2 separate regions of the Sparus aurata genome follow, and region 2 is linked to region 1. A link is a contact called in public Hi-C data. All regions are on one chromosome and are shown on one strand. Each heading gives the region's core, a stretch centred on a gene start, on an enhancer-like site or on the middle of the called end of the contact. The rest is flanking DNA. Distances are from core to core; before and after follow the strand shown.

Region 1 (3,350 bases), core at 824-3,323:
TCTATGCAGAGAGTGTGTGCTGTCAGACGTCACCGGGTCACTTCCCATCAGGTCTAATGCTAAAGCCATCTGAGTTATTTTCATAGTCAAATATGGTCTCATCTGTTTTTGTCTGGTTATAGAACAACAGATTCAAATGTGTGACTGTAACAGTGAAGAAAGTACACTGTTGCGACAGCCTGTTTAACAAACTGTACAACACAGCAAAAACAGACATGCAAGACTATAAACTATTCATTGCTGTAAATCTGATGAATCCATGCCATGTGAATTGTAAGCTTATTCATCCTGATATACTTGTTGGTTTTCTGGCTGGCTGTGTATCCTACCTATTATTAAAGTAGCTCCTTCATGACACAGAAACACCTCTCCGTCAAGACACAACAAAAGGCCACTTTGGTTTTGTGCCAATACCAAAGCCTGGCCTACATCAGACGCCTGTTTATTCCTGTTCATCCAAACAGCCAAAACCTACTGCCAGCCATCAAGCTCCATATATTAACTGTTCATATTATTACCAGTATTTCTCTATGTCATTTTACACAGCATCAGTTTAGGACTGCATTTAACCTTATTGACCATTAGTCATATGTCTATACAATCTGTCAAGAAAGTGACAGATATTCATTCCAGTTTTTCACAGTCTTGAAAACGCTAACAGTCCAAAAACTAAAAGATGTTAAGTTTACAATAGAATAAAACTGCAGAGTATCTTCAGATATGAAGGGCTAAAAACAGGAATTATTCGGATTCACTTTTCTCACAGTATACCAGTGATCGCACCCCAAATCACTCTCAGACATTATCCAATTCAAGGTCAAAAACACAGATATATATGTCATGCTTCAGTCATGGTTCATGAATTTGAAGTCACAAGTCTCTTCTTCAGGTTGGAAGCAAGAACACTGACTGTAGTGATGTTATCCAGAGAAAGATCCAGGAGCTGATCCACAGACAGTGAAACAAATGCTGTGACACCATGACTGAGGTATGGGTACATTTTCTACCAAACAGCTGTAAGTCAGCTGCAGTCATATTAAACTTGATAGAGTGGAATATGTCCAACAGAAGACACTAATGCTCAGCTTCAAAAAGACACCTGATGGCTTCATTACCTCAGATACTGATGATCTGAGGTAACGAATCTCCTGCTGATGATCTCCTCAGCAGAGGAGACAGTTGATAGTGCTTGTGATAATGCCTTAATGGTCCAACACTCTCAATACAATGCTGCTCTATTCTCTGTTAGGTTCGATTTTCACATTAATTACTGCAGTAAAACAGTCATTGCTGCTCCCACTGGTGTCTGCAGGCCTGGATGGAGACACATCACAGTCTTAACAGCAGCAGCGGGCTAGCTTGGTATGGCAGCCTCTATTTAACCAGCTCCTTAGCCGTCATATAGTAAGTTAAATAAAATTAGCCAGGTGTTATGTCTGAAAGGGCTTCTTTTTTTTTTTTTTACAGAAACACATAAACAGCAGACTCGTAGAACGGCTAGTCTCCTCTCACATCAGCTAGCTAATGCCAACAACACAGAGAGAAAGACAGGCATGACAAAATTAGCTAACGGCAAAACTACTTGTCAGTCACCACAGCATTTTCATCACTGCGGATATAACAACATTGTCAGTCACAAGCAACACCCGCAGACCAGGTGCTAGCTGTCGGAACAGATGAGTGCAGGCTAAACAGGAAGTACCTATGTGTGCCAGGCTAGTGCGGTGAGCTAACTAAGGCTAAGTTTGGCTAACGCTAACCAGCCCGAAGTCCAAAACAGTTGGACCACTATTTGAAGGAGCGACCTCTCTCAGCAACACCCCGCCCGGCTCCGGAGCAAAATGACAGGAGCGAAGAAGGAAAGGCACATTTCTCTTCTCAACGAGTGCAAACATTATTCTGAAATGCTCATAAATGTTGAAAAAAGAGCTGTCAACTTACTTGTTTAGACCGTTGTGGAGTTGCTCGCTAGCTGTCAGAAGAGTTGCAACGAAGATCGTATATGTTTAATCAGATGAATCACTCGGGAGTTTAGTGACACGCCTTCCGGTTTGGAATGTTAGAGTTAAAGTCACGCATGCGCAGTAGTCCTGCAAATCTACTAGCTCGCATTTTCTCAACCACTGGACAATAATTTCTGTTTCGGAATTTGGCATTTTTACTAGTTGAGATTTGCCTTATCGGTGTATAGTTATGCACACATACATTCAGATTTTGAACCATATGCGGATTAAGTTTTAGTTTGAAAGTATCAAAACTTATGAAAGCTATCAAGGGTCATGTTTTACCTAAAGGGGGATTCTGACAGGAAGATAAATGAATGCTTTGTTCTGAAAAAATGAATTTCAGCACATGGTGGTGGTTGTTTGCCACATGACAATCATTAGCTATGGATCAAAGTTCATGCTGTCTCCAGAGTTCATGAGCATGGTTTGCTTTCTGAATTCTGAATTCAAACTGAAATAAATATGAGGACAGTTATGGGTGGGGAGTATTTTAAATTAAAGGCATAATGTGTGTGTGTGTGTGTGTGTGTGTGTGTGTGTGTGTGTGTGTGTGAGTGTGTGTGGAGTCCTGTCAATTATCACACAAAGAGCCATTTCAAGCCATTACAAATGTTTAATTGTCAAAAGTTAACACTGTCAAATATTACTGTTTCTGTATTTGTCAGGTATGATATCTGTTTTAACCACATTTCTAAAAAGCTTTTTTTTTCTTTTTCTTTTTTTTTTTTTTTACTGTTTTTCAAAGATAGATAGTTAAGTAAGTAGTAAAATATATAGTTAATACAATACCCAAATAAACAGTGACAATGGATTCTTATCTGTTGCAATGGAAAAACAACATGAAGAAACACTGGTTGTATTTCACTGAACCCCTTCAGAGATTCCAGCTTACACTTTTCTGGACAGATTTCCAAAAAGTCAAACTTGTCAAACTTAGGTTACGAAATGTCTTTTTACCAGTCTTGTATACATTTTTTTGCCCTTTCAAGTTAATCCAGAAAAAAACCCAAGATTCAGGTGTAGAATGCTCTTGAGAGCTCATACTGTGTACCGTTAATGAGAAATTTATTAAAAAATAAATGACGTAGCAGCTGATCAATGGATTCTAATTATATGTGCTAAGAGGTTGGCAAGTGCCTCTTTGCTTAATGCTTGAGTGATAACAGCGACAAAAGCCTGTCCAAAAATCTTGCTGAGTTATCCGATATTCTCCAGAATCCTGCTGTACAGAAACATAACGATAAATATCACAGCGAGTATTATTGTGAGTGGCAAGCATGTAAGAAAATGGGCTCTGTGAAACAGTTTTCAGTCACATAAATATGCACTCTTGACTTTTCCACA
Region 2 (3,366 bases), core at 678-3,177, 520 kb before region 1:
CCCTGACTCTCTCCTGTGCCTTGCTGTTGTTTATGAAAAGGCCTTAAAAATTCTCTGCAGTTCAGTTCAAAGATATACTACTGATGCTGTCCAGTCAAATATGTGGCTACCTCAGAAATACTTTTTTTTTTTTTTAATCTCACTGTGTGCTCTGTTGTACAATAACATTATGGCTCTGTGATTTACTGTGAGATCTCTGTTTAGGGAGAATCCTTTCACAGGTGTCTTCTGCTTTTGACATTAATAGCGCACTGTTACAATAAGTAAGGAATATTGGCTCTGTAAAAGGGAAGGCTTTGAAATAAAGACAAAGGATTACAAGTCTTGGTGTCTTTTATTACAACTCTTATTTTTTTCCACTACTCACTAGTTGCACCGAATGAAAACATATATTGTTTTGTCACACAAAATTGGATTGATCCAAAGTTTGTATAGTCTGCATAAAAGGCTGAGAAGATGATGATATGGCCCTATAATATTTATGTAATGTTTTAAAACTATATTGCAATACACAGTATATACCTCAATATTTTGAAATCTCCTAAATCAGAATTTTAATGTTTACAGAATCAATGAGGTAAAAATACAAACTCAGATATATGTTGTTTTTTTTCCTTAACTGAATAAACAAGATTTTCTCAGTGAAAAAATAAGTTCCCCAGAACACTGTTTGAAGCTACAAGGTGGCAGGGTCTCCCAAATAAAAAAGTGTGAAATTGTTTTGTCCTACAAGGTCAGTTTGTTTATGCAGTTTCTTCAGTCATGAAAATGAAGAGTTTGTTTATTTAGTTTGTTTTGGCATATATATATATATATAAAAAATTATAAGTCATATATATATATATATATATATAAGTCAATCAATGAAGATCTTCCTCTTCTGATTAAAATTTCTTAGTACAAATATTCGTATTGTTGAAGTATTTTGAAAAAATATATTTGATTTTGTTGCCCTGTCCCAGAAATTATGAAGTGCTTACAAGGCTACTTTTAAAAAAATATATTGAGATGTATTTGTGTATTACAGCAAAAATAGAAGATATTGCAACATCTTCCTCTGATGATGCGGTCACTGAGGGCACTTGAAGACTTAAAAATGATGCTGGAATAACATAAGTCCCCTGGTTTTGGAGTGTTGGATAGATGGATAGGATAGGATAGGATGGATAGATAACTTTATTTATCCCCGAGGGGAAATAAGGTCATCGTAGCAGCAGTACAATACAATCAGAAATAAAAAATACAATCAGAGTGCAATACGCAATTTAAAACACTATACACTATATACAATATACAATAAGATGCTTAGCCGGTCCAGATAAATATTAAATAATATTAAATACTTAGCAAAATGAAACTTAGTGGATTTGAAGGTGCAAGATAAATTGAGAAAGGTGCATTTTTAATTACAGTGGTAAGATTTAAGTAATATGTCACTTAAATTATGTGTGTGTGTTGCCTGGGCGTTGCTGTGAAGCGTAAAGTCTGATGGCACCAGGTAGGAATGATTTCCTGTGCCGTTCTTTAATGCAGCGAGGTTGAAAGAGTCTGTTGCTGGAGTTCATGCCAGCTTGAATGCATACTGTCATTAAAGGGGGGCATATCAGATTCTAAGATATTCTGAAATTACTGGCCATATTTGAGAAATTGAACTTTTTTCAGGAGATGTTATCATGTGCAATGAAAATGCAAAATAAAAGTATTTTGACCAGTGCTCTGAGACTTTTGTGCCCTCCCGTATGTTTAGCTATAGAAATATTGTTGTTTTTTTGTTTTTGTTTTAAAATTCAGACTTCATAGTGATTTCTGTAGAGACACAGTCTATCTTCTTCAACAGTTGTCTGTCAGCGTTCAGTAGTTATTTCCCTATTCTCCCTGCAGAGGTCCACGCTTCTGTTTTCATACCCGGAAACACGATCAGAGTGAGAGCTCTTCCACTGATGGCCTGTCTCTGCTCTACAGCCTACAGTGTGGACGTCACGCGTTGAGCGGCGCATGGAAGTTCGTCACCGTCGCTGTTGGACCTGCTGGAGCTTTCGAGGTTCTGATCGGTTCCATTTTTGTTTGGGTTTCAATTCAGACCCCCAGCGTCGGCCTCCAGACCAGTTAGCGATCAAAATACCGTGAGGATTTTGTTCATCTTTAAACGAACACCAGCAACCGCTCTGTAAAGCGAAAGTTGAGAGTCGAGATGAGTGTGGAGGCGTACGGGCCGAGCTCCCAGACCCTCACCTTCCTGGACACCGAGGAAACGGAGCTGCTCGGAGCGGACACCCAGGGCTCCGAGTACGACTTCACCGATTTCACCCTTCCCAGCCAGACGCAAACTCAAGGCCAGACCCAGAGCCAGCTAGACAACCAGGTATGAAGCTCCCAGCGTTACAGGAAGGGGCAATAAAGCGCGGTTAATAGACGTTAGCGGCAGTTAGCTAGCTTACCTAGCGCTACTTGCTAGCCTGCTATTAGTGGATCTTGCGTTTCCCAGCTTCGCGTTAGCTAGCTGTTGCCGTTAGCTTACTGCTAGCTAGCAAGCCATTAACTAAACTCCCAAAGTGATATTGGCTGTCTTAGCACGCTTGTTTTGAACTGCTCAAAGAAAACTAGACTCACAGGCGCATCTTCAATGGACAAAGACGAGCTTCATGATAATTGACAGTCTGTCAACTAATAATTATCTGGCTTTTCCGCGCCGTGTCCCCTAGCCACTAGCTGCTAAACTTTAGCATTCAGTTTGTTTTGTTAAACTTGTGTTGTGCTGCAGGTAAATGGTCCTGATGAAGGTCTTCACAACGGTGGAGTGGATGACTCTGTGGCCAAAGCCAGCCAGCTGTTGGCCGAACTCAACTTTGAGGAGGATGAAGAGGACACATACTACACCAAAGACCTGCCTGTGCACGCATGCAGGTACAGTGACAGGAGCCACACGACAGGGCTTCAGTTAACTGCAGATCACTGAGGGACTGATTTCAGTATAGCCACACGTTATTTTCATGGCGATTACACAGTGCTGTATTAATAATACCTAGTTGTATTTGGTCCTTGCTGTAACACACCACTTACAGGCAATAAAGCCCCTAAAAGACAGTCATTAGCCTCATTAATAGTTAAAACTCTTCTGAGAAGCACAGTTATGAGAGTGTATAAGTAGTACTCAATCAGGACTTGCACATCACTGACGAAACATTATTGGAAGTATAATACTGACATCTGTTCTATTTAAATGAACAGATATAGATATAGGCACACAAGAAAAAAGATCAATGGTTGCTTTTGGAACTGATAGAGAAGAAATCTGCAAGCTAGCGGTGTCGTCTTGGTGATATTTTGTGTAAAATATGATTGTCTCCCAGCCTTGTTTTAGCTGGG

The links. Hi-C and Micro-C count contacts between places; a contact is called where the count stands out from the background.
Region 2: a contact with region 1 is called in a Hi-C map of an unstated tissue, with 13 times the contacts expected there. The contact joins the promoter of LOC115591111 here to the promoter of rabgap1l in region 1. A contact is called at or near these places in 2 of 2 Hi-C or Micro-C datasets (skeletal muscle and an unstated tissue).

The regions. Positions count from the first base shown.
Region 1 is chr11:23,668,807-23,672,156 of fSpaAur1.1, reverse strand. It overlaps rabgap1l (RAB GTPase activating protein 1-like), which reads right to left and starts at 2,073. Exons shown (of 26, transcript XM_030434354.1): 1 at 1,942-2,073. fam163ab (family with sequence similarity 163 member Ab) reads right to left here. Exons shown (of 4, transcript XM_030432144.1): 4 at 2,605-3,350.
Region 2 is chr11:24,193,384-24,196,749 of fSpaAur1.1, reverse strand. It overlaps LOC115591111 (regulator of nonsense transcripts 1), which reads left to right and starts at 1,927. Exons shown (of 24, transcript XM_030432786.1): 1 at 1,927-2,362; 2 at 2,762-2,904. The coding sequence starts at 2,192. It overlaps LOC115590751 (pyroglutamyl-peptidase 1), which reads left to right. Exons shown (of 5, transcript XM_030432127.1): 5 at 1-321.